Linked DNA regions of Mus musculus: regions 2, 3, 4 and 5 are each linked to region 1. Evidence: chromatin contacts called from public Hi-C and promoter capture Hi-C data. All regions are on one chromosome and are shown on one strand. The core of a region is the stretch at or near the end of the contact, and the rest is flanking DNA. Distances in the headings are between cores, read along the strand shown.

Evidence for each region. Promoter capture Hi-C pulls out the DNA fragments that hold promoters and counts their contacts. A called contact is a pair of places that touch in the nucleus more often than the background predicts.
Region 2: a contact with region 1 is called in a promoter capture Hi-C map of liver, with 2.3 times the contacts expected there. The contact joins the promoter of Srp68 here to the promoter of Tmem94 in region 1. A contact is called at or near these places in 5 of 39 promoter capture datasets (the C10 cell line, hippocampal neurons, liver and 2 more).
Region 3: a contact with region 1 is called in a Hi-C map of B cells, with 5 read pairs. The contact joins the promoter of Mrpl38 here to the promoter of Tmem94 in region 1. A contact is called at or near these places in 2 of 39 promoter capture datasets (both in liver), 1 of 484 Hi-C or Micro-C datasets (B cells) and 1 of 9 other capture datasets (pancreatic islet).
Region 4: a contact with region 1 is called in a promoter capture Hi-C map of liver, with 2.4 times the contacts expected there. The contact joins the promoter of Trim47 here to the promoter of Tmem94 in region 1. A contact is called at or near these places in 1 of 39 promoter capture datasets (liver), 1 of 115 datasets of contacts at active chromatin or transcription factors (pancreatic cancer cells) and 1 of 9 other capture datasets (pancreatic islet).
Region 5: a promoter capture Hi-C map of pre-B cells shows a contact between it and region 1, with 4 times the contacts expected there. The contact joins the promoter of Armc7 here to the promoter of Tmem94 in region 1. A contact is called at or near these places in 5 of 39 promoter capture datasets (cranial neural crest, erythroid cells, liver and 1 more), 1 of 115 datasets of contacts at active chromatin or transcription factors (pro-B cells) and 2 of 9 other capture datasets (adipose tissue and liver).

What each region holds. Positions count from the first base shown.
Region 1 is chr11:115,761,865-115,767,979 of GRCm38.p6, reverse strand. Tmem94 (transmembrane protein 94) reads right to left here and starts at 2,547. Exons shown (of 32, transcript NM_028014.3): 1 at 2,427-2,547.
Region 2 is chr11:116,271,178-116,277,292 of GRCm38.p6, reverse strand. It overlaps Srp68 (signal recognition particle 68), which reads left to right and starts at 3,076. Exons shown (of 16, transcript NM_146032.3): 1 at 3,076-3,367; 2 at 5,314-5,380. The coding sequence starts at 3,187.
Region 3 is chr11:116,135,792-116,141,906 of GRCm38.p6, reverse strand. It overlaps Mrpl38 (mitochondrial ribosomal protein L38), which reads left to right and starts at 3,039. Exons shown (of 9, transcript NM_024177.3): 1 at 3,039-3,196; 2 at 3,286-3,465. The coding sequence starts at 3,130.
Region 4 is chr11:116,106,550-116,112,664 of GRCm38.p6, reverse strand. Trim47 (tripartite motif-containing 47) reads left to right here and starts at 2,430. Exons shown (of 6, transcript NM_172570.5): 1 at 2,430-3,131; 2 at 4,304-4,399; 3 at 4,657-4,887; 4 at 5,043-5,241; 5 at 5,662-5,733; 6 at 6,024-6,115. The coding sequence starts at 2,445.
Region 5 is chr11:115,473,319-115,479,433 of GRCm38.p6, reverse strand. It overlaps Armc7 (armadillo repeat containing 7), which reads right to left and starts at 3,767. Exons shown (of 3, transcript NM_177778.5): 1 at 3,407-3,767; 2 at 3,169-3,312. The coding sequence starts at 3,497. It overlaps Slc16a5 (solute carrier family 16 (monocarboxylic acid transporters), member 5), which reads right to left. Exons shown (of 4, transcript NM_001080934.1): 4 at 5,036-6,115.

The sequences.
Region 1 (6,115 bases), core at 1,298-3,797:
GCTCAGCGGTTAAGAGCACTGACTGCTCTTCCAGAGGACCTGAGTTCAAATCCCAGCAACCACATGGTGGCTCACAACCATCTGTTATGGGATCTGATGCCCTTTTCTAGAGTGTCTGAAGACAGCTACAGTGTGCTTACATATAATAAATAAATCTTTAGAAATGGGTGGCAGTGGTGGTCTTACAATAACACAAATGTACTAACTGCCACAGATCTTGTGCTAAGTCTCAGGAAATGCATTATTTCACCACTACTAAAAAGAAAAACCCAGCAAACTCTGGCTCTGCCTAACATTCCCAAAGCGGTGCTGCTGTCTTTTGAGTTTGCTGCAGCCCAGGGCAGGTTTATACGCCTCTGTGTCTCTCATCAATAACGTCTTTCCTCGTTTCCCGGTAGGTTCTGAGAACTTCCCGCAAAGGAAGGCTGCTTAGCACAAGAGTCTTCTTCCAGTGGATCCCGAAATTATAAAAACCGAGATCACACGATTATGTTAAAACTCTATCAGTGGCCGGACAGTGATGGAGCACGCCTTTAATCCCAGCACTCGGGAGGCAGAGGCAGGAGGATCTCTGACTTCGAGGCCAGCCTGGTCTACAAAGTGAGTTCCAGGACAGCCAGGGCTACACAGAGAAACCCTGTCTTGAAAAAACAAAAACCAAAAACAACTCCATAGTGAGATGTACCAGGGTTAGGGAGGAGAGAGCGTCAAGGTTGGGTTGAAATCTGGCCCTTTCCCTCCTTCCCACACCATGTGACCAGCACTGTTTACTACCAAGCCGGCAGCCGCAGGCCAAGCTGATGATTATACAAACCCCTGATCACCAAACCACAATGGCTGAGTCTTCTGGAAGGAAAACTTTCCGATTCTGCAGCGGCCTAACCTTTACTTCACTTAAGCCCGCCTGCAAACTAGACTTTCAAACCCTATTACAGAAACTTATCTTTTCAGCCATGGAAGACAGCGCAGTGAACAGAACACAGACACAATAGCAACGGAATAAAAACCACCGACACGGGGTTACCGGTTACCGCAAGGTGCAGTGGGAGACCAGGAGCCTTCTCACTCGGAAATCAGGGGTGTCCTTAGAGGCCCCGAAGGTCTTTCCAGCTCACTGACCACGACAGGTTAAATAATACCTAGCGTGTCGGCAGTAAGCATCTGACTGCTGTATAGAAATTGATTCTGGAGTCCAATTTAGGGGAAAGGAGCAGGGAGGAGCACAAGGACTGTGACCTTTATTGCTAATTCGTTCTTCAGGAGGTAAGCCTTCCAAACGGTTGAGGTTGACTCTCTTCCCTGGGAGCTGGCACTTCCTAGCCACTTAAAATAGAAATGTCAAGTGTTTTCTGATTTCTTTCCCTCTTGTGGCCTGGCCAGCCTCCTGCCTGTCTTCTAACCATCTATTGAGGTCTTATACCAAGTGGAATGTGCAGAGGCGGGCGTTCAAGGGCAGTTACCTCTCAAACTACCTGGGGGTACTGATTATCAAAGAGGTAGCTTGTTAATGCAGTGCTCGCCAGACTCTAGGTTCCCCTGCTTGTAATTCTGCCAAGAGAGAAGTGACAGCGAATACAGCCGGTGACATTCCACTGCAGAGTGTCCGGGGACTCTGTCTGAACTGCTAATTCGTTCTCCAGGATGAGCCTACACTGTACAATGGTCTGACTCTGAAAGTGACCGTCAAACTTTTCTATTCCCTCCGTCACTCTTATTTGTTGTTGCTTTAGGTACTGAACCTTCCCCCAAGGCTTTTAACTGTAGGGTTTCGCGGTAGGGAAAAAACAGGGAAACTGCTTTACAGAACTGCAAAGGCTGTGGTGCTACGCTGGCTTCCGAAGCATCTTTATGTGACTCTAAAATCGGGGAAGCACGCCCCAACTGCAACATCGCAGCCTTGCACTGAACTGGAAGTCCCTCGCAGTGTCTAGCAGGCGGGCGGGTGCAGAGATCCCGTCCACTCCGGGCGGCGAGCACAGCGCGCGCTGTGGCAGAAAACCGCCTTTATTTGGGCCGGGGACACCCAGGGGCCTACAAATAAACACTCGTGGCATCAGGATTGGCAGTCGCTGGCCCGGGGCCCAGCCACGGCGGACCTGGGCCAAGGGTTCTTTGTTGGACACAACCTTTATTTCTGACGTGGGACCCCGGCAAGGGGCAAGCCAGGACAGAGAGGGGACATGAGAAAACGAAAACAAACAAACCAAAAAACCCTTGAGGACGTGAGGGAAGGAGCCGGCCCGGAGTTGCAGGCAGGCGCCGGCCGGCCCCTCTCCTCCAGCACAGAGAGACACCCCCTTTGGTGCCACTTGCTAGGTGCACACCCCAGGCGCTCCTCGCCTCGGGTAGGAACTCAGAGGGCGCAGCAGGCCGAGCCCCACGCCCCCTTGCTCCCCACTTCGGGCCGCGGGCCTTCTCGTACTTACCGGGGCCCCCTCGGACGGTCTTCCTCGCCCGCGTCCTCACCCCTCCCTGCCCCCTCCTCACTTCACCTCCCCGCCTCCAGGGGCCGCAGCCATGTCCGTTGTGGGCAACTCTGAGGAGGCTTGCCGCCTTCCCCCAGCAACAGACGCGCAGGCCAACAAGCCAAAGATCCCGACGCTGATTGGTTGAAATTCGAGGTAGGCGGAAGATTCTGATTTGTTATTGGCTGTTTGGTGCGCTCAGCTGTAACCTCCACCGCCCCTCCGGGAGCCTGGCGGAATTGTGTGATTGTTACTCTAAAGCGATCCGGGGAAGCCTGGGTCCTATCTCCGGCACGAAGCTCCCGCGTTTTTAGCGCTATAGAACCAGACTAGAGGCAATCATACAATTTCCTCCCCATTAGTTTACCCACTAAATTTTTCTAGAGCCATGGTCAGGTGATACCTTCTGCCCTTTATTATTTTTTAATGAGGCCCTTGAAAAATCGCCTTATCTGTATTTTCTTCAATTCTTCCTTAATCTTTAAAAGTCCCTCAGTACTAATATTATGGACCAACCAAAGCTGGAGAATCTAAAGCAATACTGTTATTTCACCCTCAGTTCATTTGAAATCTAAAAGGAAAAACAAGCTTGAAAACAACTTTTTTTTTCTAGACTAATTAGAGAAATCGCTTGGGAACCCTCTCTTGGGAAAACAAAATAAGCCTGTGTCAGTATTTACTTCCATTTTCCCAGAGATCTAAGTCTGGAAGGGTTGCTTTTAGAAAAAAAAAAAAAAAGTTTTTTTTTCTGTTTATGAAGTCAGAAAGGGTCATATCTGGTCCTGGGAAAAAAGAGCCCCTTCCTTATAATAATGAATTTAATCATGCGATTACAATCCCTCTTTTCGGCTAGACAAGAAGCCATTTTACTGATTTAACTCTGTTTAAACCAGTTCAGCTGTTACCTTGAACACTCATAGAACCTTGGCACAAACCTTCAACACAAACATCTGTAGTTTATCACTACAGATGGAGAAGTCCAAATCTCTCCACATAACCATAGATGCTCATAACATGATGGAGATAGCCACATAGCCACTTTCAGGGCTCATTGCCACATGGACTCACTACAGTCTTAAACATGCTGGAGTACTTTGTTCAGTAGCTCTCTGAGCTTTTACATTTCTTTGCAGCTAATAACAGCCAAAATGCAGCCAGGCAGTGGTGGCACACGCCTTTAATCCCAGCACTTAGGAGGCAGAGGCAGGAGGATTTCTGAGTTTGAGGCCAGCCTGGTCTACAGAGTGAGTTCCAGGCCAGCCAGGGCTACACAGAGAAACCCTGTCTCAAAACAAACAAACAAAACCCCCAGCCAATATGCAAATACATGCCCGTGTGAAACTTTAGCCCAAACACTCCCTTCCCATGCTGCTTCCCTGTCTGTTGCACAGAACTGGTTAGTTACCTGGGTCTGGGGTCTTTCTACTTCATTCCACAAAACCTGGAGCCCTTGGGGAATCCTGCCTTAGTTAAGGTTACGCTTGCTGTGATAAAACACCATGATCAAAGAAGCATGAGGGAGGGAAGGCTTTATTCAGCTCACACTTTGGTTCATCCTCAAGGAAGTCAAGATAAGAACTCAGTCAGGACAAGAAAAACTGAGCAGGAACCTGGTGGCAGGAGCTGATGCAGAAGCCATGGGGAGGGGCCACTCACTGGCTTGCTCCCCGGGGCTTGCTCAGCCTTTCTTACAGAACCCAGGACCACCAGCCCAGGGATGGCCCCACCCACAGTAGGCCCTCACCCAAATGTCCTAAGGCTTGCCTACACCCAGATCTTACGGGGCAATTTTTTATTTTTTTATTTTTATTGTTTTTGTAAAAAGTTATTTGTGGGGCTATTTTCTGAATTGAGCTTCCCCCCTTTCTGATGACTCTAGCTTGTGTCACGTTGACATAAGACTAGCCCATACAGGGGCTGGTGAGATGGCTTAGTGGGTAAGAGCACTGACTGCTCTACTGAAGGTCCTGAGTTCAAATCCCAGCAACCACATGGTGGCTCACAACCGTCTGTAATGAGACCTGACGCCCTCTTCTGGTGCACCTGAAGACAGCTGCAGTGTACTTATATATATATAACAATAAATAAATCTTTGGGCCAGAGTGAGTGAGCAAGCGAGGGAGCAGGGACTGAGCGAGCAGAGTTGACCAGAGCAAGCAGAGGTCCTAAAAAATTCAACTCCCAACAACCACATGAAGGCTCACAACCATCTATACAGCTACAGTTTACTCATACACATAAAATAAAATAAATAAATCTTTAAAAAAAAAAAAAGTCTAGCCCATACAACTGAGCCCTTGACTCACAAACACATCAGTTTTCAGTTAGAACCTTGCCTTTCTTGTTTATCCCCAAGATGGCATGTTACCAATATCAAAATATAAAACATAAATAACCTCCAATACCCTATAGTCCTTACAAATTCAAACACATTAAAACTTCATTCTCGGGGCTGGTGAGCTGGCTCAGTGGTTAAGAGTGCCGACTGCTCTTCCAAAGGTCCTGAGTTCAAATCCCAGCAACCACATGGTGGCTCACAAACATCGATAACGAAATCTGATGCTCTCTTCTGGAGTGTCTGAAGACACACTACAGTGTACTTAAATATAATAAATAAATAAATATTAAAAAAAAACTTCATTCTTGGCCGGGCAGTGGTGACGCATGCCTTTAATCCTAGCACTTGAGAGGTAGAGGAAGGCAGATTTCTGAGTTCGAGGCCAGCCTAGTCTATTTAGTGACTTCCAGACAGCCAGGGCTATACAGAGAAACTCTGCCTCAGAAAACAAAAACAAAAAAACAAAAACAACTTCATTCTCTTTAAAATATCCTTTCTCTCTAAAAATCCAAAATCTTTTTTAAAAGTTCAAGACTCTTCAGCTGTGGGCTTCCATAAACAAAACAAATAAAAAAATAGATACTTTCTCCCTTCAAGAGGGCACAGGCAGCAGGGCGTGGTGGCGCACGCCTTTAATCCCAGCACTCGGGAGGCAGAGGCAGGCAGATTTCTGAGTTCGAGGACAGCCTGGTCTACAAAGTGATTTCCAGGACAGCCAGGGCTACACAGAGAAACCCTGTCTTGAAAAACAAACCAAAAAAAAAAAAAAAAAAAAGGCACAGGCACCGTCTGAACAAAGCAAAACCAAACTCCATCAGTATAAACAACTCAATATCCAAGTGTCTGGGATTCACTAGGGATCTTCCAAAGGGCATGGGTCAATTCTCCAGCTTTGGCTCTGCAGCACACACAACTGGTCTGCTAGGCTCTGCTCTGCTCCAAGATTGTTGCTGTTCTTGGTAGTCCTCCCATGGTACAGTCATCTCCAAACGGCTGCAGGGTCTTCCGCTATCACTGGGCCGCGCTCTCACCAATAGCCTCTCCTAGTCTTTCTTCCTGGTGCCAAGTTTCAGCTTCTCTGTATGACCCTTTTGATTATCCTGTGCCTTTAAGTACCATTGAGGCAATTTCCACAACCCCTTCGTGCCTTCAAAACCAGAACCACATGGGTAACTTGTTGGGAGCCGCCCCCACATTCGCCGTTACAAGATGGCGCTGACATCCTGTGTTCTAAGTGGTAAACAAATAATCTGCGCATGTGCCAAGGGTATCTTATGACTACTTGTGCTCTGCCTTCCCCGTGACGTCAACT
Region 2 (6,115 bases), core at 1,827-4,326, 510 kb before region 1:
TTCCCAGCAACCACATGGTGGTTCACAGCCATCTGTAATGAGATCCGATGCCCTCTTCTGTGTGTCTGAAGACAGTTACAATGTACTCATCACATATATAAAATAAATAAATAAAATCTTTTTTTTAAAAAAAGCATTTGCTTGGTTTTTGGTATGTTTATGGAGTTGGGTGACAATCGTCATACTCACATGTACATGTTATGCTCTTGTTTGTTTTGGGAAAGAAGCCATCCTATTGTGTGCAATGTGATACCCAATGTTTTAAACACTTCTCTCCCCACTTTATGTGCCACCTCCGCATCCTCCAAAATTCACCCCGAGCCTTTGGCAAGTGCTTATCTTTCTAATCTACATATTGTCCCAATCCAGGCATTTCATACACATAGAATCACAAAATATGAGCTCTTTGGCATCTGACTCCTTTCACTGTTTATTACAATGTCTTCAGGGTTCATCCATGCTGTGACATGGTTAGTAGTCTCTTTCTTTTTATGGCCAAGGAATAATAATATCACGAGGTTATGCAGCATCTTTTCCATTTAAATGGGATAGATATTTAAGAGATGTTTGTTTGTTTGTGTGTTTGTTTGTTTTTTGAGACATGTTTTTTTTCTGTGTAGTCCTGGCTGTCCTGGAACTCACTCTATAGACTAGCCTATCTTCAAACTAGAAGATCCATTTGCCTCTGCCTTCTTTTTTTTTTTTTTAAAGATTTATTTTATTATTTTATGTAAATACACTGTAGCTGTCTTCACACACTCCAGAAGAGGGAGTCAGATCTCATTACAGATGGTTGTGAGCCACCATGTGGTTGCTGGGATTTGAACTCTGAACCTTCGGAAGAGCAGTCAGGTGCTCTTACCCACTGAGCCATCTCACCAGCCCTTGCCTCTGCCTTCTGAGGGTTGGGATTGAAGCTATGCCCACCACCGCCCAACTTGCTTCTCATATATATATTATGTATGATTTTGTCAATTTGACATATTTTAAAAGGAACTCTTTTTTTGTTGTTGTTTTGTTTTTTTGTTTTTTCGAGACAGGGTTTCTCTGTGTAGCCCTGGCTGTCCTGGAACTCACTCTGTACACCAGGCTGGCCTCGAACTCAGAGACCCACCTGCCTCTGCCTCCCAAGGGTTGAGATTAAAGGTGTATGCCACCATCGCCCGGCTGAGGGAGCAAGCCAGTAGGTAGTGTTCCTCAGTGGCTTCTGCTTCAGTTCCTGCCTCCAGGTTCTGCCCTGAGCTCCTGTCCTGACTTCTCTCAGAGGTGGATTATTTGTTACCTGAGAGCAGTTAAGATGAAATAAACCCTTTCTTCTCAAATCTGCTCTTGATCATGATGTTTGCCTTAGGTTTCCATTGTTGTGAAGAGACACCGTGGCCAAGGTGACTCTTATAAAGGACAACATTTAGTGAGGAATAGCTTACAGGTTCAGAGGTTTAGTCCATTATCATCATGGTGGGAAGCATGGCAGCACACAGTCTGACATGGGGCTGGAGAAGCCAAGAAGGGACAAGGGGACTGTCTTCCACAGGCAGCTAGGAGGAGGCTCTAATTCCACACTGGGTGTGATTGAGCAAAGAGACCTTAAAGCCCACACCTAATAGTGCCTCTCCTCATGGGCCAAACATTCAAACACATGAGTCTATGGAGGCCAGACCTATTCAAACCACCATGTTTTATCACATCAGCAGAAACTCTAAGACACCATTTATTTGTATTTTTAGCTGCACCCTGGGATTGCAGGCCTCCGTTCCTCTCCCCTCCCCCTTTCCTCATGGCAACTGACTTGGCCTCAGTTCTTGGGGTCTGTGAACTCAGTCAGAGAGCAGCTTCCCAATAAACCACCTTTAGTATAATCTTTGAAAAAAAAAGAGGTGGGGGCTGGAGAGATGGCTCAGTGGTTAAGAGCACTGACTGCTCTTCCAAAGGTCCTGAGTTCAAGTCCCAGCAACCACAGGGTAGCTCACAACCATTTGTTATGAGATCTGTGTGTGAAGACAGCTACAGTGTACTTAGATATAATAATAAATAAATAAAAATCTTTTTTAAAAAGTTTATATAGCAAGTTCTTTTTCCTGCTGGGCCATCTCCATGGCTTATTGTTTAGGTGTGTGTGTGTGCAGGCCCATGCTTCACAGCTCAGTATGTGAGTGTAATTCGGAGGACCACTTTTTGAGGTTAGTTTTTGCCTCCCACCTTCTGAAAGCAGTTTGTCTAATTTTTTGTTTTCAAAAGCCTTAACCTTTATTTTTATTTTGTTTTATGTATATGAACATTCTGTCTACACGTATGTCTGTGTACATGTGTTTTGTAGACTACGAAGCCAGAAGAGGGTTGGATCCCTGGGACTGGAATTCTAGATGGTTTTGAGCCACCATTCTCGTGCTAAAAATTAAACCCAGATCATCTTGATAGAGCAACCAGTGTTCTTAACCACTGAGCCATCTGCCCAGGCCCAGTCTTCCTTGATATTTTTGCTGGAGAACTAGTACTCCACACTAGCTGATCTCTGAACTCCGATGGGGGGAAGGGTTGGAGTCATACATTTTTTTGCAACCTCCTTTAGTAACACAAAAGGGTAGACTGAGTTACGCGGCCAGCTTCTTTTCACCTGCCGTGATTGGCACAAGACTGAGACTCCTGGTGTACTCGCCCGCAAAGATTAATAAAAGTCATACTTGGATGGTCACATGATCTAGAGGAGGCCACGGGTCTCAAGCTCCTATTGGGGACACTGCCTTCTGACCGAGGCCTCTTCGTGTGTGTGTGTGTGTGTGTGTCTGTGTGTGTGTGTGTTTTAAATAAGGTCTAACTGTGCAACCCAGACTGACCTCAACTCGAGGCAATCCTCCAGCCTCAGCCTCCTCGGTATTGGGATTAAAGGCGTACACTACCATTCTCTGGGTGCAAGGATGCATGAGGTGGGCATCTTTCTCGGGTCCTCCTATCCTTGGTAGATTTGAAGCGAGGCTAATCCTTAGAAATGCGGAGACCCAGCAACAGCCACGAATTCAACCCAGGAGGCGCAGGCGCACACCAACACACCACAGAGGCCCAAGACATCCGCGGTCTGCGGCGGAGTCCGTCAGTGTACCATCGGCCCAGCCTGGAAAGTGCCGCTCTCTCTCGCCGCTGGTCGTCTCGCCTGCTCCGTTCCATCGTGCTTTGCGGCTCAGGGGCAAGATGGCTGCTGAGAAGCAGATCCCGGGTGGTGGTAGTGGTGGTGGTGGAAGCGGCAGCGGCGGCGGCGGCGGAGGGAGCGGTGGCGGACGCAGTGCCGGAGGAGACGAGAATAAAGAAAACGAACGCCCTTCAGCCGGATCGAAGGCAAACAAAGAGTTCGGGGACAGCCTGAGTTTGGAGAGTATCCTCGAGCGGTGGCCTAACTCGCAATGACTACGTGTCGCTCGGAGGGCTGGGGGCGGGCGAGGCGGCGGGGGCCAGCACCGGGCTGCGGAGCCGAGGTGCGCCGCTGCCTCCTGCCCTTCACTTTCGGCATTCCCGTGTGCATGGTTTGCCTCTCGTCCTGGCTTTCCGGAGCTTGTTTTTGCAAGGGGTATAGAGATGGTAGGCAGGGTTCCCTCTGTGCCCCTCAGATGTCCAGTTGGAGGGCTGAGCCGGGGTTGACACCCTGCCCACCCCACAGAGCTCCTGGTCGGTACCTTGAGCCACCGGACTGTGGAGGGGAAACTGCAGCCTTGACATTTCAGCGTGGAGCTGTTGTCGGACAGCTGTCGAACCCTGGGTCATAAAACAGCGAGATGCTTTGAAAATGGAGGGAGAGTGCTCTCCAGGAAAGCTGCTGCTTACCTGTTTTGAATAGTAGTTACTTTAGTTTGTTAATATCATGTGTATAGTTTTTTGTTTTTTCAAAAGTAGGTCTGTAAGGCATTTTATCTTGTTGGACTCTTCTCGAAGAACTGTAGGAGTTACTTTTTTTTTTTTTTTTTTGAGTGTCCAAGTCCGCATGGGTATGGGTGTAGGTGTAAGCGCTGGTGCTGTGTCTGCAGGTCACAGGTCAACGTCTTCCTAATTCTCTACCTTTGAGACTGGGTCTCCCTCCAAAAGTGCAGCTCACTACTTGGAATAGACTGTATGGCCAGTGGGCTCCAGGGATCTTTCTGTCTCTTGCCATCCCAGCTGTGGGATTACGTGTGCAAACAACAGTATGGCCTTTTTACGTGGGTTCTGGGGAGATCCCAACATGACCTCATGCTTGCTAACAGCAAGTCCTTTACCAGCTGAGCAGTCTTCCCAACCCTCAGGAAACATTTTCTGGTTTGTATTAGCTTATATATCATTTGTGTGGTTCTAATAGCATGTGGCTTTTTTTTTTTAACGTGTTATTTTAAATACTTTTAAATGTTGCTTTATCTTATTTTATGTGTGTGTTTGCCTGCATGTTTGTGTATCACATGTGTGCCTGGTGCCCACAAAGGCCTGAAGAACATATGGATCTCCAGGAATTAGACTTACAGATGTTTAGTTCCTCCACGTGGGTGCTGGGAGCCGACCTGGATTCCTCCAGAAGAGCAGGAAGTGCTGTTAACCACTGAGCCCTCTCCAGCTGGTTTGTTGGTTTCTGAGACAGAGTTTGGCTGTGTAGCCCAATTTGGCCCTGAGCTGCTTCTCATCGCCCGCCGTCCCCTCTGATGCTGAGATAATAGGCATATACTATTGTTGGAGTCCCTTGTGGCTTTTTGAGATGCATACCAAATGGAGGTGGTTTAGAGGAATTTCTGAAATAAAACATGCACTTTGTGTGTGTGTGTGTGTGTGTGTGTATGTAAATTCTCGTGGATTCGTACTTTGCTTTTTGCTCTGGTATTATTGTTCTTACTACATGTTAGAATGCCCAGGAAAAAGAAAAACTTGGATTTTTTTTTTTAATGGAAATTGGCGTATCTTGGTTGACACTGTGCTGATCATAGATTTTGAGCGTTACAAGATGTAAATTTGGCAAGCACTGGCTGCGGCATATAGCTGTGTAGTTAGAACCTGACATTTATAACTGGAGTCTCCTTGCATGTGAGATCCAGGTGGGTACCTCTGAGGCAGCATTTAGAACAATCTGCTGGGTTTGAGACTCCCTACCAGTACTGCCCTCTAGTTCTGTCTGAAAATAGTAACAGTTGGGACAGTTCATAAAAGTATAAACTTAGCCTTGTCCTTTGATAAAGTGACTATTGGAAAGTTACAAAAGGATCGGAGGCTACCATCCCTGGGCTCCCACAGTTCAGTGTGCCGTTGGGGCAGCGCCTGACCTGCTGTCTTCTCACCCCGGAAGCTTTTCCTTGACCTAGGCTCTAGTTCTGCAGATCATTAAGGAGTCGCAGCAGCAGCATGGCTTACGGCACGGAGACTTCCAGCGGTACAGGTTAGTGTCCTGCACACCGTGCAGTAATTGTGGCATTTTCTAACGTAGCTGCCTTTGTTAAACTCCTGCTCACTCTGCTATCTGGGAAAATGTACCTAGATGGTTCAGCATTATACTGCATTTTCAAAAGGTATGTATTCTAAGTTTAACATTTTATGAGGGCTGGAGAGATGGCTCAGTGTGAAAAGCACCAGAGGACCGGGCAGTGGTGGCACGTGCCTTTGGTCTTAGCACTTGGGAGGCAGAGGCAGGCGGATTTCTGAGTTCAAGGCCAGTCTGGTCTACAGAGTGAGTTCCAGGACAGCCAGGGCTACACAGAGAAACCCAGTCTCGAAAAAAAACCAAAAAAAAAAAAAAAAACCTCCAAAAAAAGCAAGCAAGCACCATCCAGGTGGCTCACAACCACGTGTGGAATTCCAGTCTCAGAGAGCTGAAAGCTCTCATCTGGCCCCTGCCTGCACTCCATGTATGTAGTGTACAGACATACATTCAGTCAAACACTCACACACATAAAGAATAAAAATAATTTCTTCATGGTGTGAGTGCTTGCTGAGGTCTGTTTGTCTTTGATTAAGGAGCCAGGGATATTCTCCCTGTAAGGTCACTCTCCTCTAAGTATTTTATAAGAAGGAACTCTGAAATCCCGTGAATGTGCATTCTTGTTAGGCTCTTAGTATATTCATGTACATTGTGTAGTGTCCAGTTGATTTTATGACATCAGCTAATATTATTTTG
Region 3 (6,115 bases), core at 1,790-4,289, 370 kb before region 1:
TGTAGAGAAAGCTTGCCTCAAAACAAAACAGAATACAATGTTTGCTTACTGCTCCTGTTATTTGCTGGAAAACAAACCACAGAACAGGCAGCCACCTCTGGAGAAAGCTGACCTATTGAAGTGGCCATCTTACACCCTTTTCTCTGGCACCTTCGGGACACCTGGAGAAGTTAATTTTCCATTCCTGTCTCAAGGGTGGAAAGAGAGCTTCAGGGATTGCAAAAACCCTGCACGGAGTGACAAGTAGCAGGGCCAGGGTTTGAGTTGTGCCCAGGCCAAGTCGCAGGCTCAACCACATCTCCTTGATGCCCCACAGGGGAGAATGTGATATACAAGGCAGGCATGGTACCCGCTGGGACTCAGTCCTCCTAACACATAAGCAGTCCCAAGTTAACCCTGAATGGAGAATCGTGGGTCGAAAGGATCAGCTGGCATTATGGGGCCACCTTGCATTTCTGCCATCTCCCAAAGGGAAAGGGGGTGACTTCCAGCACATGGGATGACAGGCAATGCAAAGAGACTCCCCAAAACCTTGGTCTTCCTGAGTAGTGAAGCGAGCTTAGGAAGAGTGTGAGCTTAGCTGGCTGTGCTAGTGACAGCAGTGATCCCAGCACTCGGGAGGCTGGCTGTGCTAGTGACAGGTGTGATCCAGCACTCGGGAGGCTGGCTGTGCTAGTGACAGCAGTGATCCAGCACTCGGAAGGCTAGCTGTGCTAGTGACGGGTGTGATCCCGCACTCAGGAGGCTGGCTGTGCTAGTGACAGGTGTTATCCCAGCACTCGGGAGGCTGGCTGTGCTAGTGACAGGTGTGATCCAGCACTCGGGAGGCAGGCTGTGCTAGTGACAGGTGTGATCCAGCACTCGGGAGGCTGGCTGTGCTAGTGACGGGTGTGATCCCGCACTCCGGAGGCTGGCTGTGCTAGTGACAGGTGTGATCCCAGCACTCGGGAGGCTGGCTGTGCTAGTGACAGGTGTGATCCAGCACTCGGGAGGCTGGCTGTGCTAGTGACAGCAGTGATCCAGCACTCGGGAGGCTAGCTGTGCTAGTGACGGGTGTGATCCCGCACTCAGGAGGCTGGCTGTGCTAGTGACAGGTGTGATCCCAGCACTCGGGAGGCTGGCTGTGCTAGTGACAGGTGTGATCCAGCACTCGGGAGGCTGGCTGTGCTAGTGACAGGTGTGATCCAGCACTCGGGAGGCTGGCTGTGCTAGTGACGGGTGTGATCCCGCACTCAGGAGGCTGGCTGTGCTAGTGACAGGTGTGATCCCAGCACTCCGGAGGCTGTAGGCTTGAGAATTAGGAGAGTCTGCGACACACTGAAAGATACTGTCTCATAAAAATATAAATAAAAGTGATGCTGGGCAGTGGTCATGTATGCCTTTAATCCCAGCACTCAGGCAACAGGGGCAGGCAAACCTCAGGATTCAAGGCCAGCCTGCTCTACAGAGTGAGTTCCAGGACAGCCAAGCTACACAGAGAACCCTGTCTCAAACACCAATTTGAGGCTGTGAGTAACAATCTAGATGAGAGGGGGCAAGAGTGAGTGTGTCAGAAGACTGCCTGCTGGGGAAGGAGCAGAGGGCAGAACTGCACCTGGTGGCATGAGGGGCACTGGAAGTGCTCCCAGGGACCTTGACATGTGTCAGGAAGATGTGAAGAAGAATTCAAATCTCTGACGTGAGGCAGTGTGGTATCACCACACGCCTGTAATCTCAGCATTTGGGAGGCCATGGTAAGAGGAAGAGGAGTGGACCAAGGCAGGGAAATCAGGAGAGGAGGGAGGGGAAACTGGGGTTTGGGATGTAATATACAAGAAAATAAAAATGACTGTCGTGAGTTCAAGGCTACAAAATAACTGCCAAGTAGGCAGGGGTATATAGCAAAAACCTAGCTCATTTAAAATTAATATTGTTAGAGCCATTGCTTCCAGGCTGGATATGTGTGAATCCTTGTTAGGTCTCTCAAACAGTTGAAATACAAACAAGATCCTCTCTTCAGAGCTTCCCAGACAGGGAGAATCAGAACGAAGAACAGGCTACCTAGCTGAGCAGTCTCCACCCACTCGTGGAGACACCATGACTCTTCAGCAGTACAAGGGCAGAGAGAGGAGCTGGAGAGACTCATATAAGAGGGTTCAGAAACAAAAGGATAAAACAGCAAGTGAGACCATATGAACACCCTGCAAGTGTTCAGTTCCCCTCACACTCAGCAAGAACCCTTCAGTACCCATCAACTCCTCAAGGCAAGGCTGTGGTGTCCTGACCTGTGAACTCCAACACTTGTCAGACAGCAGCTGCTCACTATTGGAGGAATTAGAAGTGATGGTGAGAGGCTTAGCTGCCTGGGTGCTGTGGAATTTAAGCTGTGGCCATTTCTGCTGGATATCGAGACCTCACTGCATTTCACTGTGAGTTCAAGGGTCAGACTTCTGTTAGCAAAAAAACTAGCAGTCATTGGCCTGGATTGGGGATGTCAGGACTTCCTTGAGAGAGCACTTCGGGGCCGGCAGGTCACAGAAGGAGAAGACAACAACAGCAGACACCTTGTGATCTGGGGAGAAGCTGAAGGAGTAGAGCTTTGCTATACTGGAAACTTGAGTTCCAGGGCAGAAGGGCTGAGGCTGGGTCAAAAAGCGGTAGAGAGCACTAGAACTGTGAATTGGAGATGATCAAGAGAGAACAGATGCACCAAGGTGCAAATCCTGCGAAGCGAGCACTATTATTACCTGTTTTATTCCCAAGTCTGACTCCAGAATCCTCCTCTATCAATCCCTGTGTCAGGGCCAGAGGAAGGTGAGTGAGATCCCTGGGGTCAAAACCCATAGTTGTTCTTGAAGCTGTACCTTTGTGCTGCCTCCTAGTGGCAGCTCTCAGCCCCGCGCGATCCAACAGGCATCTTCCGGGCCCGCACTATCAGACCTCTCTTAGACTTTGCGCCAATGGGAAGGTCCCAGGACTTTCAGCATTACGTCAGGAGCTTGAGACCGCGGGGCGGGGCGGGGCGGGGCGGGGGGCGGGGTCTCCCACGGGGCGGGGCTATGGAGGCGGAGCCTCCCGCCGGACGCGCAGGCTTCTCTCCGGCCACCTCTGTCTGGGTCCTACGGGCGTCTTTGGCGACCTGGGGGAAAGATGGCGGCGCCCTGGTGGCGTGCGGCGTTTTTCGGAATTGGGAGATGCCGGGGCTTCAGCACCTCGGGTGAGTGGTGTGAGGTCGTGGAGCTCTTGGGCCTCTGTAGCTCCGGTCGCGGTCCTAAGCCTGCGTGACGTCCCTGTCTGTGCCCGCAGCCTTCCTCAGCCGCCGGACACCCCCGCTCGGGCCCATGCCCAACGAGGACATCGACGTGAGCAACCTGGAGCGGCTGGAGAAGTACCGGAGCTTCGAGCGGTACCGCCGCCGGGCGGAGCAGGAGGCGCGCGCCCCGCACTGGTGGCGGACCTACCGGGAGCATTTCGTGAAGGAGACAGGTGCGGGAGCGACGTATTCTCCCCCAGTTTGGTCCCCGTGGGCCCCCGGAACGAGAAGGACCTGCGTGCCCCTCAGACGTGTAGTTCTGAATTTAAGCAAACGTCCAAGTGATATACGCATAGCTTAATCTGTCTGTAAAACTGAGACTCAGCCGGATGGTGGAGGCCCACGCACTTAATCGCAGCGTTTAGGAGGCAGAGGAAAACGGAGCTCTTGACTTAGGGGCTAGCCTAATCTACACCGTGAGTTTCAAGACAGTCAGAGCACACGGAAAAACCCTGTCTTGGGGATGGAGGTGGTAGTATGGGGTAGTAAAGATGCATTGTTTGAAAACGAAAGAAAATGAAGACAAAGCAAAAAACAGAAAAAATTAACAAAAAAGGAAAAGAAAACAAAACAAAAAGATGCATTATTTGGCTTTTTGGTTTTTGTTGTTTGAGATAGGGTCTTATTAGCCCAGGGTGGCCTTGAACTCACTGTGTAACGAGGATGATGGAGGACTGCCTTGTTCCGCCTCCCAGTTAACTGAGAGTGCAGCTGGGAACCACCAAGGCCTGGCTAGAGATTAGGGCCTCACTATATAGACCAGGCTGGCCTCAACCCACAAATCCACCTGCCTCTCTCTGCCTCCCAAGTTTTGGAATTAAAAGCATTTGCCACCAGCTGGTGCCCCATCTCCTTAAATCTGCCTAAAACTATTACTAACTCTACCCAAGACTTAAGTGTGCAGCCTGGTCTACAAAGTGAATTTCAGGACAGCCAGGGCTAAACAGAGAAACCCTGTCTCGAAAAAACAAAAAAAAAAACAAAACAAAAAAAAAGACTTAGGTGTGTGTTGTGTTCATAACCACCTTTGAATCATGTTTTTCTTTCCTTGTTTTTCTTTCTTTCTTTCTTTGTTGTTGTTTTAAGACAGGGTTTCTCTGTGTAGCCCTGCCTGTCCTGGAACTCATACAGACCACGCTGCCCTTGAACTCAGAGATCTGCCCACCTCTGCATCCTGGGTGCTGGGATTAAAAGTGTGTGCCATCACTGCCCAGTGTTATAATTATTTAATCTCAGTCAGGGGTTTCTACTCACCTTTGATCATTCAACTCCTAGATACAAGTCACAAAGCCTTAAAGCACTAGAGCTGGGCACATATCTACTCAATACTGTTATGTCTACTTCTCTGCCAGTAACCCCGAGATATGACACTTCCTCCAGCTGGACTGCCCTCATGGCCAGTTTTCATGGTCCCTAACCCCATGGCATCTTCTGTGTCCACTTTCTCTCTCTCCCTCCCTCTTAGTCCCCACCTCAGACACCCAGCCTGGGAACCAAAATCCCACCTAGCTCCCTTCTGCTCAGCTGTAGGCATCGTTATTCACCAATCAGGGATAACTTTGGGGGCAAGGTTACATAGCATCACTTGTGTCTAGGGTCTACCTGAGAATCCCTTCTCCCTGGGGGCAACCAGAGCCAGTATTTAGCATTGCAATACACAGCAACAGACCAAACCTCCATAGCCCAGCTACCTTTGAGTCATTTGAAAGGTGATTCTGATAACCAGTTAGGAAACCCATCTGCCTCAGTTTCCCACGCTGGGACCCAGTCTGGGGTCCAGATGCCAGAGTTTTACTTTATATCTCATTTGCTGTATGGCTGAGCCCTGTTCAGTTCCGGGAAGCAGACTGCATAGGTCAGCTTAGTGGGTCAAGTGTTTCATCCTTTCCTGGAGTATCAGGGGGACAGAACTAGATAAAGTCAGGCTGCTCAACAATGATGTTTGATTTGGGGCCGGGGTGTTGGTCCAGTGAGGAAAAGTGTCTGCTGTACTCACCCCACCCTCAGAGCGTGAAGACCCGAGTGAGGCTCTCCCACATCCACACAGAAGCCAGGCACAGTGTCTGCTTCAAACCCCAGTGCTAGGGGTTGTGGTTCCCAGTTCCGTTTCAACACTGGAGTTGTGAACTCTGCTCAGGCAGACAAGATGGGAGGTGTTAGGTTACCAACGTAGCCTAAGTTCCCCAACCTGGGTGAGAAATGAGGCAGGCTGAGGAAATGCATGCAGGGCCTGTGATGAGCTGGGGGGGAGGGTGTCCTGCTTAGCTGAGGGGTGAGTGTCCTGGAGCGCTGCAGGGCCTTCTGTGGGAGACTTAGGTGGGGCATCTCCATATGACTAAGGCTTCTTGATGAGAGAGACAGTCCTTGCTTGTCCATACTGTTCATTGGTGGTGACAGTGGATGCATACAACTTACTCAGGGTAGACCAGAGACTAAACAGGAAGGAATGTCCAGGAAGGTTCATTGGCTAAATCCTTGGGGCCAGCCCATCCAGATTATCATGGAGAACTGTTCCGTGCTGTGTGACTAGTGGTCACCATCCCCATGTGAGGTGTCGTGGTCACGTACTCAAGGAACCAGGTCAGGAGCAGATGAAACGCCTGCGGTCTCAGATATGAGAACACCGGGGCTCCTAAATCCATACAACATTCCCAGTTTTTGTCTGTGACACGCTTCCACTTGTCCCACAAGGGGTGGCCTAACACGCAGATCTTTGGAGCACACTGGCCAGCCGGTCTAAAAAATCAAGTTACAGCTTCAATGAGAGACCCTGTCTCAGGGGAAAAAGCTAACACTGAGGGCCAGCCATGGTGGCACACACAC
Region 4 (6,115 bases), core at 1,181-3,680, 340 kb before region 1:
ATCCGTAACAAGATCTGACGCCCTCTTCTGGAGTGTCTAAAGACAGCTACAGTGTATTTACATATAATAAATAAATAAATCTTTAAAAAAAAAAAAAAGAGGACATTTTGGGCAGGTGACATGGCTCATCAGTTGAAGGTGCTTACTGAATTCCAACCCTTGAACCCTCATACTAAATAAACTAAGGGGTTGGAGGGAGGGCTCCCCAGTTAAGAGCACTGGCTGCTGTGCTCTGCCAAAGGCCTGGGATCCCATTCCTAGCGCCCACAAGGGCACTCAACACTGTTGGTACCTCCAGCCCCAGGGGATCCAGTGACCTCTTCTGTCCTGTGCACATGGGGCAAACGCCCATACATATAAAGATTTTTGGTTTGGTTTGGTTTTTCGAGACAGGGTTTCTCTGTGTTGCCCTGGCTATTCTTGAAACTAGCTCTGCAGACCAGGCTGGCCTCAAGTTTAATGAGATCCACTTGCCTCCAAGTACTGGGATTAAAGACGTGGGTGCACCAACACCCTCTCAGCAGCTGGAGATTAGCCAGCTACCGTGGGAAGAACTGCCTCCATGACTCCATTATGTTAACTAAAAGTGTTGGTTTGCCTTCTCTTATGCGCAGGCGCGTTTGTCTGCTTGCCTTTAAATTCACCGCGTGCACTGTTCCTCGGAGGCCAGAGGAGAGCGCTGGATCCCTCTAAACTGCAGTTACAGGTGGTTGTAAGCACAATGACGTGACATGAACTGAACTTGAGTCCTCAGCAGAAATAACCAGTGCTCTTAACGGATGAGCCTTGTCTACAGCCTCGCAAATGGACGTGTACACCATGGCATGGTGACACACAGATGTGATGGTGGCACTTGGGAGGGCACATGTAGGTACATGAGCAAGGTAGCTCATTTGTCACCCCGTCCCATCCCATCATCAAAGACTCCATGCTATGGTACGGCTGACCATGGCTGATGATCACTCTGACTGTCTGGGTAAGCTGTGTCAGTGTTCCCACTGAGAGAGTGCTCGCTCGCTCGGTGCCTTCAGAAGCCATCGTGCTTAGCACACAGACAAGGAGTCACTTTGGAGAGCCTACAGGAATTATTTGGGATTCTGCTGATAGTTACAGGTAACTATCACATGGGCACATGGATGCTTATTTTTTTATCGAGGGTTGTAACAACACTATTCCACCCACTTTGTTTATTCGTTTGGTTTTGGACACCATGCTCAGCCTTTAACCAGGGGCTAGAATCTAACTCAGGCCCTTACACTTTACCAACTGTGGGCTCCACTCTATAATAATAATAATAATAACAATAATAAGGGCCTGGAGAGATGGCTCAACGGTTAGGAGCACTGACCACATGGTAGCTCACAACCATCTGTAATGGGATCCAGCGCCCTCTTCTGGTGTGTCTGAAGACAGCAACAGTGTGCGCATATAAAATAACTACTAAAATAATTTTGACAATTTGATTCTACATAGTTTAAAGCTTAACATTATTGCATTATTACAATGTCAGTTTACCCGACATGGTGGCCTGCACCTGGAATCTCAATACTGGAGAAGTGGAGGCATGGGAATCAAGGCCAACATAAGCTCTGGGCTAACCAAGGCTATGTAAGAAAGACCTATCCCAGAAACAACACGAAGAAGCCATAAGCCTGTGATCCCAGCACTCAGGAGGCTGAGGCAGGAGGATGAAGAGTTCTAGGTCACTCTGGGCTACATACAGAGACTAAATCTCAAGCACAAGTCCTTGCAACTAGACGCACTGTTCTAAATGCATAGTTGGGCAGGCCTTAACCAGTGTCTCCTTTTGGGGAACTACAGGCACCCGCGAGTATCCATGAACGGAAGTAAATTCCTCAGACAAGGGATTTGTCAAGTGATGTCAGCTTCCCATTTCAGATCTAGACAAGGCTAAGTTCCCCAGCGCGGGTAAACACAGTCGCTAAGAGGTCAAAACAGACACATACCAGCAGTAAGTTTTTCTGTATGTCAGCAACTCAGGGAACTTGGCTAACTGTACCTGGGAGGGGTCTGGAGGGAAAGGCGCTGGCTACATGGCTGTGCACGCCCACCATGGCACCTGGCTGACCAGGATAGAGGATGGAGGATCGAATGTCCTCTCAGCCTCCTCCCCATGAATCCCCTCACATTCTCGCTCCGGGTCCTCTCCTTTTCACAATCCTCTGGCAGTCCCACCGCCTCCGCCCACGCTGGGTAGAAGTCTCAAGAGGGTCGTGCTCCCCTGGAGGGCTGGCCGGCCTCGCGGCGTCTGCTGACCGGTGGGTGCGGCGGTGGCGAGCCGCGCTGGGGCGAGCAGAGCTGCGGAGGGGTAGGAGGGGGCCGGACCCTTGGCCAGGGTCCCAAGGGGCGGTGCCGGGCGCGAACCGTCCCAGGTCCCTCCCAGGCGGGAGCAGCACAGGCGGTGCCCGGGTAGCGGCGGAGCCATGGACGGCAGCGGGCCTTTCAGCTGCCCCATCTGCCTGGAACCGCTCCGGGAGCCGGTGACACTACCCTGCGGCCACAACTTCTGCCTCGCTTGCCTGGGCGCTCTCTGGCCGCACCGGAGCGCGGGCGGCACCGGTGGTTCCGGAGGTCCAGCTCGCTGTCCACTTTGTCAGGAGCCTTTCCCCGACGGCCTGCAGCTCCGCAAGAACCACACGCTGTCCGAGTTGCTGCAGCTCCGCCAGGGCTCGGTCCCGGGACCCATGTCCGCCCCGGCTTCAGGATCGACCCGGGGCGCCACGCCCGAGCCCTCCGCGCCCAGCGCACCACCTCCGGCTCCGGAACCATCGGCTCCCTGCGCGCCGGAGCAGTGGCCCGCGGGTGAGGAGCCGGTGCGCTGCGACGCGTGCCCCGAGGGCGCCGCCCTGCCCGCCGCGCTCTCTTGCCTCTCCTGCCTCGCCTCCTTCTGCTCCGCGCATCTGGCCCCCCACGAACGCAGCCCCGCCCTGCGCGGCCACCGCCTGGTGCCCCCGCTGCGCCGACTTGAGGAGAGCCTGTGTCCGCGCCACCTGCGGCCTCTGGAGCGCTACTGTCGCGTGGAGCGTGTGTGCCTTTGCGAGGCCTGTGCCACTCAGGACCATCGCGGCCACGAGCTCGTGCCGCTGGAGCAGGAGCGCGCGCTTCAGGAGGTGGGGCACCTTGAGTCGACACGTGGAGATGGGTGACAGGAGGGACACTAGAGCTATTTAGTCCCTCACTCTTATCCGGGTGTGTCTGTTATATATTTGTTTTATCATTATGGCTGTGCACATGGAGATGAAGGAAGCAACTTTGTGGGGTTGGTTCTCTCCTCCTGCCTTTACATGGGCTTCATCTCTCTGACTCAATAGGCTCTGCCTTAGTTTCCTCCTCTAGCCTGAGAATCTTTGCAACCTCTTCCGGTCTACACTGTCATTTGCTGGGGCTGGTGTGGATGGAAAGAGAGTCGGGAGGGACTAGTAAGATGAAAGAGTGGCAAAAAGCCGAGAGAGAGAGAGAGAGAGAGAGAGAGAGAGAGAGAGAGAGAGAGAGAGAGCGCTTTAGCTAGATTAGTGTAAGTGTAAAGCGAGAGAGGGATCCGCATTAGGCCCTCAGAAGCCGTGGGGGTCAGGAGTCGCTGGGTGCGGGCGGGGCCCCGTAGCTGATGCCCTCTTCAATTCAGATTCGTCCTGAATTGAGTCAGCCACTTTGTATGGGTGTGGCGGGCACCAGGAGAGCGACGGAGTTTGGGCTGGTCACACAGATCTCCTCTGTCCGAATGCTCTGGGGCCGTGGGGAGCATGTGCCCAGTGTCCCGCTACCTCCCACCCCCAGTTTCCTTTGGCCTCCATCCCGGTCTTGGCGCCTCTGGCTTTGGGATTTTCCGCCTCTCCTGCCTGGAGCTGTGACTCATTAGAGCCGAGGGATTTGCCCGGAATCCCCATTTTTCAGAGCTGGATTGGGGGTGAAGGCTCTTTTGAGACTAATCCCCAGGACTATTTAGTGTCCTCTTTTCTGGTTCCGTCACGTCACACCCTACCCCACCCTCTCACACTTTGCCTCTTCCCCAGGGGGAAAACAATCCCAAATAGAGAATCATAGGTGGCCCTATACTGGCTTCTCTGGTCAACAGGTTGTCATATGCCCACAACCTGCTTCCTTGCCAGGCATTTGGAAATGGCACCAGCTTGGGCCAGAGCTGCCTTGGGGATATTCTGGGACTTCACGGCCATTTCCGTTCCCTTCATTCACAAATGTCACTACCTAGCCCCCCAAATTCTGAGATCTGATGCAGTTCCGGGGACCTTTGACAGACACCAATCTCACAAAACCTGGTCCACAGGTGGAGCAGTCCAAAGTCCTGAGCGCTGCGGAGGACCGCATGGATGAACTGGGTGCCGGCATCGCACAGTCCCGCCGTACTGTGGCCCTCATCAAGGTCCGCGCCCACCCCAATCCCCCTGTGCACCCCTGAAGCAGGCCTCTGAAATCACCACAAGCTCTCACTGTGGTGCCGCCCACTCTAGACGTGCTCGTCCCCACTAAGCAGGAACACCTTGTTTCCTGCAACCTGGCTCAGACCCAGAGCAGGCTGGGGCTGGGTGGGGGCTGGGTGGGCACAAGCAGTCAGGGACGGAGACAGCGGGCAGGCCCGGTCTTTGCCCTCACTGTTGTCTCCTCTGCTCTCTCCTGCAGAGTGCAGCTGTGGCAGAGCGGGAGAGGGTGAGCCAGATGTTTGCCGAGGCCACAGCCACCCTTCAGAGTTTCCAGAACGAGGTGATGGGGTTCATCGAAGAGGGAGAGGCCACAATGTTGGGCCGGTCCCAGGGTGACCTGCGTAGACAAGAGGAACAGCGCAGCCGCCTAAGCAAGGCACGGCACAACCTCGGTCAGGTTCCAGAGGCGGATTCAGTCAGCTTTCTCCAGGTGAGGGCGGCTCAGGAGCCATAATTGAAGAGATGGGGCGGGGTTGAGAAACAATGGCAGCCAGGATGGGTACCTGGCCTTCCAGGATAGTTGCTACCTTCCCTGGTGGCGAGACACTGTGGCCAGCAGACTTACTGGGCATTTGTCTGGCACAGGAGCTCCTGGCACTACGGCTGGCCCTGGAGGAGGGGTGCGGCCCCGGGCCTGGGCCCCCCAGGGAACTCAGCTTCACCAAGTCCTCCCAGGTGGTCAAAGCGGTGAGAGACACCCTCATCTCAGCCTGTGCCAGCCAGTGGGAGCAGCTGCGGGGGCTGGGCAGCAATGAGGATGGGCTACAGAAACTCGGCTCAGAAGGTGGGTGCTCCATTATGACTCACTTCCCCCAGATGGACCTTCCGGGCCCCCAGATCTGGTGTCCATCCAGGCATGAAGGAGGGAGAGTGGCAGGGCCGTAATCCTGCCAGGAACTGAAGCTATGCCTCCAGGGGGCAGAGGGGAGTCTTCTAACTCACCCATGGACTTTACAGAGATCAAGGCCCTGCATTCGGGGTTAGGGTTGGGGGGGGGGCGCTCAAGCACCACATCTGCAGGAGAACATGGTCGTCCCCCCCATATGGGTGTCTGTCACCAGGTGGCTGGGGGCTTTGGGAGGAGGGAAGGGTAGGAGGGAATTAGATCCACAGGCAGGGGTGGGGCACTACCAAGGGTAGTCCTGCAGCCACAGGTATTCTAGAGAGATGGCTTTTCCACCACCTCTTCCCTCCCCTGCAGCAGATGTGGAGTCCCAGGACCCTGACAGTACCAGCCTGCTGGAGAGTGAGGCCCCCAGGGATTACTTCCTCAAGTGTAAGTAGCCAGCCTGCTGCTACCAAGGGGCAGGCTTAGCTGCTAGGCTTCAGAAACAGGGTCTGGGAGGGACCACAGAGCTTGGGAGCCCTCTCCTTAGTCTCTGGGGCGAACAAGGTCATCTCCATGGGTGGTCTCCATTAGTTCTGAGTCTCACCAGTCCTAAAGAAGGGACTTGGCTGTGTTTGGGGGAGGGTTAGCTGGGGCGGGGGTGGGGGTGGGGTGCCGGGGAACAATCTCTAAATTGAGCCTGGCTGTGATCTGCGTCTCTCTCCCGTCCCTGGGGTCAGTTGCCTACATCGTGGACCTGGACAGCGACACCGCGGACAAGTTCCTGCAGCTTTTTGGAACTAAAGGTGTCAAGAGAGTACTGTGTCCCATC
Region 5 (6,115 bases), core at 2,518-5,017, 290 kb after region 1:
AACCAGTGCGAGGAGTTAAGAACAGGAAAAAGAGGGTGTGAATGTGTGGCAACTCTTTATCTTTGGATTTTTTTCGTTTTCTTTCTTCTTTGCTGAGAAAGAGTCTTGAGTGGCTCAGAACTGGACTTGCTATGTGGCTGAAGGTGGCTCTTGAGCTCTCTGTCTGCCTGTCCCTACCTCCTGCATGCTGGGATTACAGGCACAGACCACCACACACTCTATTGAGTTACACTCCCAGTCTCTTCAAGTTTTCTCAACTTGCTATAAAATAAAACGTTTATTTGGAACATAAAGAGGTCTCTGTAAGGAACAAAGTCAGATGAAATATGCAGGTCCTGCACTGGATCCTAGTTACAAACCAACCATCAAAAAATGTCCCTTTGGGTCTGCAGGTTGCCTCAATGAGTAAAGGACCTGCCACCAAGCTTCACGACCTGACCGCCATCCTCAGGAGCCACATGGCAGAGGAACTTACTCTACAAAGTATCCTCTGAAAGCCAGGGATGGTGGAACAACCTTTAATCCCAGCACCCATGAGGCAGACAAGTTTCAGACCAGCCAGGGCTACACAGTGAGACCTCAAATGCCCTGTCCTTCCTCATTAATAAAAAAGAATGTTCTTTAGGGCATTGTTAGGAAATTTTGCATAGCTAAATATTAAACAATATTGGAATTATCTCCTTGCAATGCTGAGGACGGACGCACAGAGCCTTAGGCACGTGGTACATGCACCATGATACAGGTCCTCCATCACTGAGCCCTGAGTTACTCTTACGGACAGTTTCCTTCTCAGTGCACCTAGGGTTCCTTTTGTACTACATGAGGAAAGTTTATTTTTAAAAGAACCTTTTAATGTGCTGAAAGAACTTGTTTGTTCTTAAATGCTCAACTTCTTCCCACGACCTAGATCCAAAGCTCCCGTGCCAATCCCTCTAATTTCTAGTTTCTGTTCCATCCGCCTCTTCACTTAAAATATCCCTAACACATCGGCCTCCCTCTAACACATCAGCCTCCCTCTAACACATCAGCTTCCCTCTAACACATCAGCTTCCCCTCTAACACATCAGCTTCCCTCTAACACATCAGCTTCCCCTCTAACACATCGGCCTCCCTCTAACACATCAGCTTCCCTCTAACACATCAGCTTCCCCTCTAACACATCAGCTTCCCTCTAACACATCAGCTTCCCCTCTAACACATCGGCCTCCCTCTAACACATCGGCCTCCCTCTAACACTTCAGCTTCCCCTCTAACACATCAGCCTCCCTCTAACACATCAGCCTCCCTCTAACACATCAGCTTCCCCTCTAACACATCAGCCTCCCCTCTAACACATCGGCCTCCCTCTAACACATCGGCCTCCCTCTAACACATCGGCCTCCCTCTAACACATCAGCTTCCCCTCTAACACATCAGCTTCCCCTCTAACACATCGGCCTCCCTCTAACACATCAGCCTCCCTCTAACACATCAGCTTCCCTCTAACACATCAGCTTCCCCTCTAACACATCGGCCTCCCTCTAACACATCAGCTTCCCCTCTAACACATCAGCTTCCCTCTAACACATCGGCCTCCCTCTAACACATCGGCCTCCCTCTAACACATCAGCTTCCCCTCTAACACATCAGCTTCCCTCTAACACATCGGCTTCCCTCTAACACATCGGCCTCCCTCTAACACATCGGCCTCCCTCTAACACATCAGCTTCCCCTCTAACACATCAGCTTCCCTCTAACACATCGGCCTCCCTCTAACACATCAGCTTCCCTCTAACACATCAGCTTCCCTCTAACAGCTTCCTGCTTAGCTGCTTTGTCTACATCGCATATCCAAGATGGCTGAAATGGAAGTAGCGTAAGTAGCGTGACACACCTCCTATGGCTCCATCTGAGTTCCTGTTTATCTCTACTTTGCTTGTTTTATTCGCCACCTAGCTCCCCTTCCAGAATACAATCCCCAACCTGTTCACCATCTCCTCAGAACCTGGGCCAGTACCTTCCTTATAGGGTGCCCAATAATGACTATCTATCATGGGGCAGAGGAGATGGCTTAGTAGGTAAAAGAGCTTGCCACACAATTCTGATGACCTGAATTCGGTTCCAGGGACCTACATAAGAAAACCAGATGCAGTGTCGAGCATCTGGAACCCCAGCACTCTCTCCCCATTAGCTGGAGGCTCACGGCCCAGCTATGGAGTGCACTGCCCTACTCTGAAGGCACAGAGATCTTCCCTTAGCAACTGGAAGAGGAGAACACAACAACAACGACTACCTTAGTTTTTAGAGACGACATCTTACCACATAGCCCTAGATGGTCCAGAACTCAGTACTCACGCTAGGCTGGCCTGGAACTCGGAAAGATCTACCTACCTCTGTCTTCCCAGTACTGGGGATGAAAGGCATGTACCACTGTACTCGGGGAGAACTGACTCTTGACAAATTTCATGCATACAGCCTGGTGCACATGCATACTCACACTCATCCACACACACATGCAAACACACACCTACACAGCAAATGTAAAAGAGTCTACCTTGAATAATTCAAACGGCCTTACAATAACCCAACTATAGGAGTTCTAAGCTACCTTTGCACCTCTTGACAGTAAACAATACAAGGGCAAGCTCCAGCCGGGCAGTGGTGGCGCACACCTTTAATCCCAGCATTTGGGAGGCAGAGAGGCAGGCAGATTTCTGAGTTCAAGGCCAGCCTGGTCTACAGAGTGAGTTCCAGAATAGCCAGGGCTACACAGAGAAATCCTGTCTCAAAAAAATCAAAATCAAGCAAACAAACAAACAAAAAACTAAACTTCTTTCAAAGAGGTTTCACCCCATTTCCTCACTTATTATCTCTTTTCTAAGAGGAAGAAAGACACGACTTGTTTGGAATGAGCTGTGACCCCGATAATGTGTGGAGGAGGAGAAGGTAGGTGGTCCACACACGGCAGCTCTGCCCTAGATGAGATCCCATCCCAAACACTAGTTTGTTTAGTGACAGTGTCTTACTCTGAATCCCAGGCTGGCCCCCAAGTCGCAACCATCCTCCTGCTTCAGCCTCCCGTAATGCTAGTTTTATAGGCGAGTGGCATGCCTGACTCTCAAGTCGCTCTAGTCTATAACTTGGGGGGAGGCGCGCGGGCACGGGGGTTGGGGGCAGCCTAACTCTTACCAATAGCAAACTTGATTAGGGTTTCATTCTCTTCCGACAGAGAATCAAGGAATAAGTCCAGGACTTGTAGTTGCCGTAGGTACTGGTAGTTGCCCGGGTCATAAGCGAAGTTGGCGAGGTTGGCGAGGACTTGCTCCTTGGCATCTGCAATGGGAAGCAGCCCTGGGGTCGGACCTGTGCGGCGGCGGCTGCCGTCAGAACCCTCCTGGGTCCCTCGTGCCCACGCTACACCTCTTACCTTGGCTCTCGGTTTCCTGGAACTCTGTGACCAGCGCCTGCAAGTAGCCTAGCCGCCCGACGTGGGGGTCTATCTTGGGTTTCTGTGCCATGGCTGGGGCGGCGGAGTTGGGAGCTCCGGTAGAGGCCACAAGGCCTGGATCCTGACCTGTCCCGGCGGCGACAGAGCGGCAGCAAACCCAGTCTTGTCCTGAGATCCGCGTCTGCAGCTGGGGATGAGCTGTGGGGGTGGCCAGGGGTCTCAGGATCCTGTCTGAGCCGGATCTGAAAACCAAAATTCAACCCGGGCGAGACGCTGTGGCTTTTCGGAACTGAAGGCAGGCACGCCCCCTTACCACACTCCCTGCACCGCTTCCTGGTTCAGGGCGGAAGTCTCTCTAGCCCCGCCCCAGGAAACGGAGTGAGCGGGACCAGGACGGGATTGGGCGTGGTTACTGGGCGCCTCCTGGGCTTCCCTCCGGATTTCTAGAGCTGGAGGCTTTAACCCTCCACTGCGCAGCCGCCGCAGCGGGGATGCGTCGAAGGAGAGAGGAAGGGAGAGGGGAGGGAAAGAGGAGAAAAGGAGAGAGAGAATGGTGGATGGATTGACAGCCGGGCAGACGGATCTTCAGGCCATCTAGACATGATAGTAGTTTAATCCCAGAACACGGAGTTTAAGGACGGTTTAGTCTACAAGGCAATCCAGAGCTACATGGCAAGACCCTGGTAACAAAACAGAACATCCATCAAACCCCAAACACAATCTTAGGGTCACAAGGAGCGTCAGGGAGGGGCCCAGCTTTGCCGTGCTGTGGTGGAGGTGGAGGATGGAGGCAGTAAGGGTTTTTAGGGCAAGGGTCAGGGGTCATGTACTATGTTTGGTACCAGGGACCTGAATCACAGCAGAATGGTTTGTGTACTTCACCTTTCCCTGGCCCCCACCTCTGGGGTTTAAGTTCCAGTGATCAATCCATGCCCAACATCAACCAAGAGCAAGAGTTTTAGTCTTAGTTTGGATGCTTGAGAACCAAGGTTGCTCCGTGAGAACTCTGTGCCCTTTAGGTTTTATAAGAAGCAGGCTAGGCAGACTTCTTACATCTCAGCTCAAGATGGCCAAGCGTCTGACTAGTCAGAACATCAAAGACCTGGGGACCTGGAGCCTTTGAGATTCCAGAACAAATACTTTGCAGACTCCCCTCAAAATTTTCCAGGGATGGTCCAAAGCAGATCCTGGCTACAAAAGAGTAGACTTTGCTTCCATCTTGTCTCCAAGCCCCAGGCTCCAAAGAACTGGGATTACAGCACACCTGGGCATGGGTGGGGCTGGAGATGGAAGTGAAGGTTTGATGTACGTGACTAAACTACATTTGCACCCTCATTTCTTCGTTGCTTATTGCCCTCAGATTAATGCCATTATTACCAACGGGCAAGTGTGATGAAAATTTCCTAGCTGGAGGATCACAGATTCTATTTTTCCTGGACGTGGGCCTGTTAGCCAGCCCCAACTCTGTTTTCTGTTAGAATGAAAAATAGGTCCCTGGCATTTGCCCTTCAGAGTAGAAACTTCCTTGGGGGGTGGGGGTGGGGTCAAGCTCAGTTCTGAGTTGCGATCCGGAAAGCAGTAGGGGACATTAGACAGAGAGGCAGACTTCAATTGGAAGATGGCATCTCATACAGGCCAAAAAAATTTTTTTAATAACGTTTATTTGTGTGTGTGTATGGTGCGCGCACATGGGCACGCCACAGAACAACTTGTGGTAGTGGGGCCTCTCCTTGTCCATGTGGGTCCCAGGAATCAAACTCAAGTTGTCGGCATGCAGCCAGCACCTTTACCTACTCAGCCGTCTCCACCCAAGGTCTAGAGACAGTGAACATAAGCAACTCAGCAAATGCACGGCTGCAGTACTTCCTTTGACCATGAGGGGGCACTCGTGACAGCACCTTAGAGGAACCGATCGCCTCCTAAAGATGCTTATTCATGCCAGATGGACTTGTGGAGGAGGATGGCTGGCGTCAGTCATGAAAATAAAATCATTTTCCTGATAAGGTTTTCTTGCTGGAGCCTGGTGGAGCCTGAACCAACAAACAACCCCAAGAAGTTCCTGCCAGCCTGAGGGAATGGAGGAAATTTACTCAGGCCTGGTTTCCGCTTTTCTTAGTCCAGAGTTCATGACCCGTGCGGCAGGGAATGTTTTTGTATATAATTCAGACCGTTTTCCCCTTCCCTGGAGTACCCTGCTGCGACAAGCCTGGGCTGATGACAGCTAGCCTTAAGAGATGACCTCAGAGACCAGCACCAGAAGCGAGTAAGTGGACATAGCTCCAGGCCATGGGCTCAGGCTAGCAGCAGCTGCCGATTTAGCCAGTTTCTGCCTCAGGGTTGATACCTCCAACACATTCCGGAGAAAGGGGAACCTCAGAGGCCAAGAGCAGAGCACAGACTACGGTTTGCACATAGAAGCCAGTTTTTATAATGTTCCTTAAGTTACCTAGCCTGTCTTCTTGGCTCCTGGTTAGTCAAGGTCTGCCTTCCCCTACGTGGATACGTGGATAGAGTCTGGTAAAAGGAGATTCTGGCTCAGGCCCTGCTCAATGGCAGAAGACTCTTCAGACTGTACAACTTCTGAGACCCAAGTAAAAGGGCTCCTTCCAGGACAGCAGAAAAGTTTCTTTCCCTGCTCTCTGCAGAGGCGCCAGGACCAGTATTACTGGTCTTCATCTGTGCCTGCTA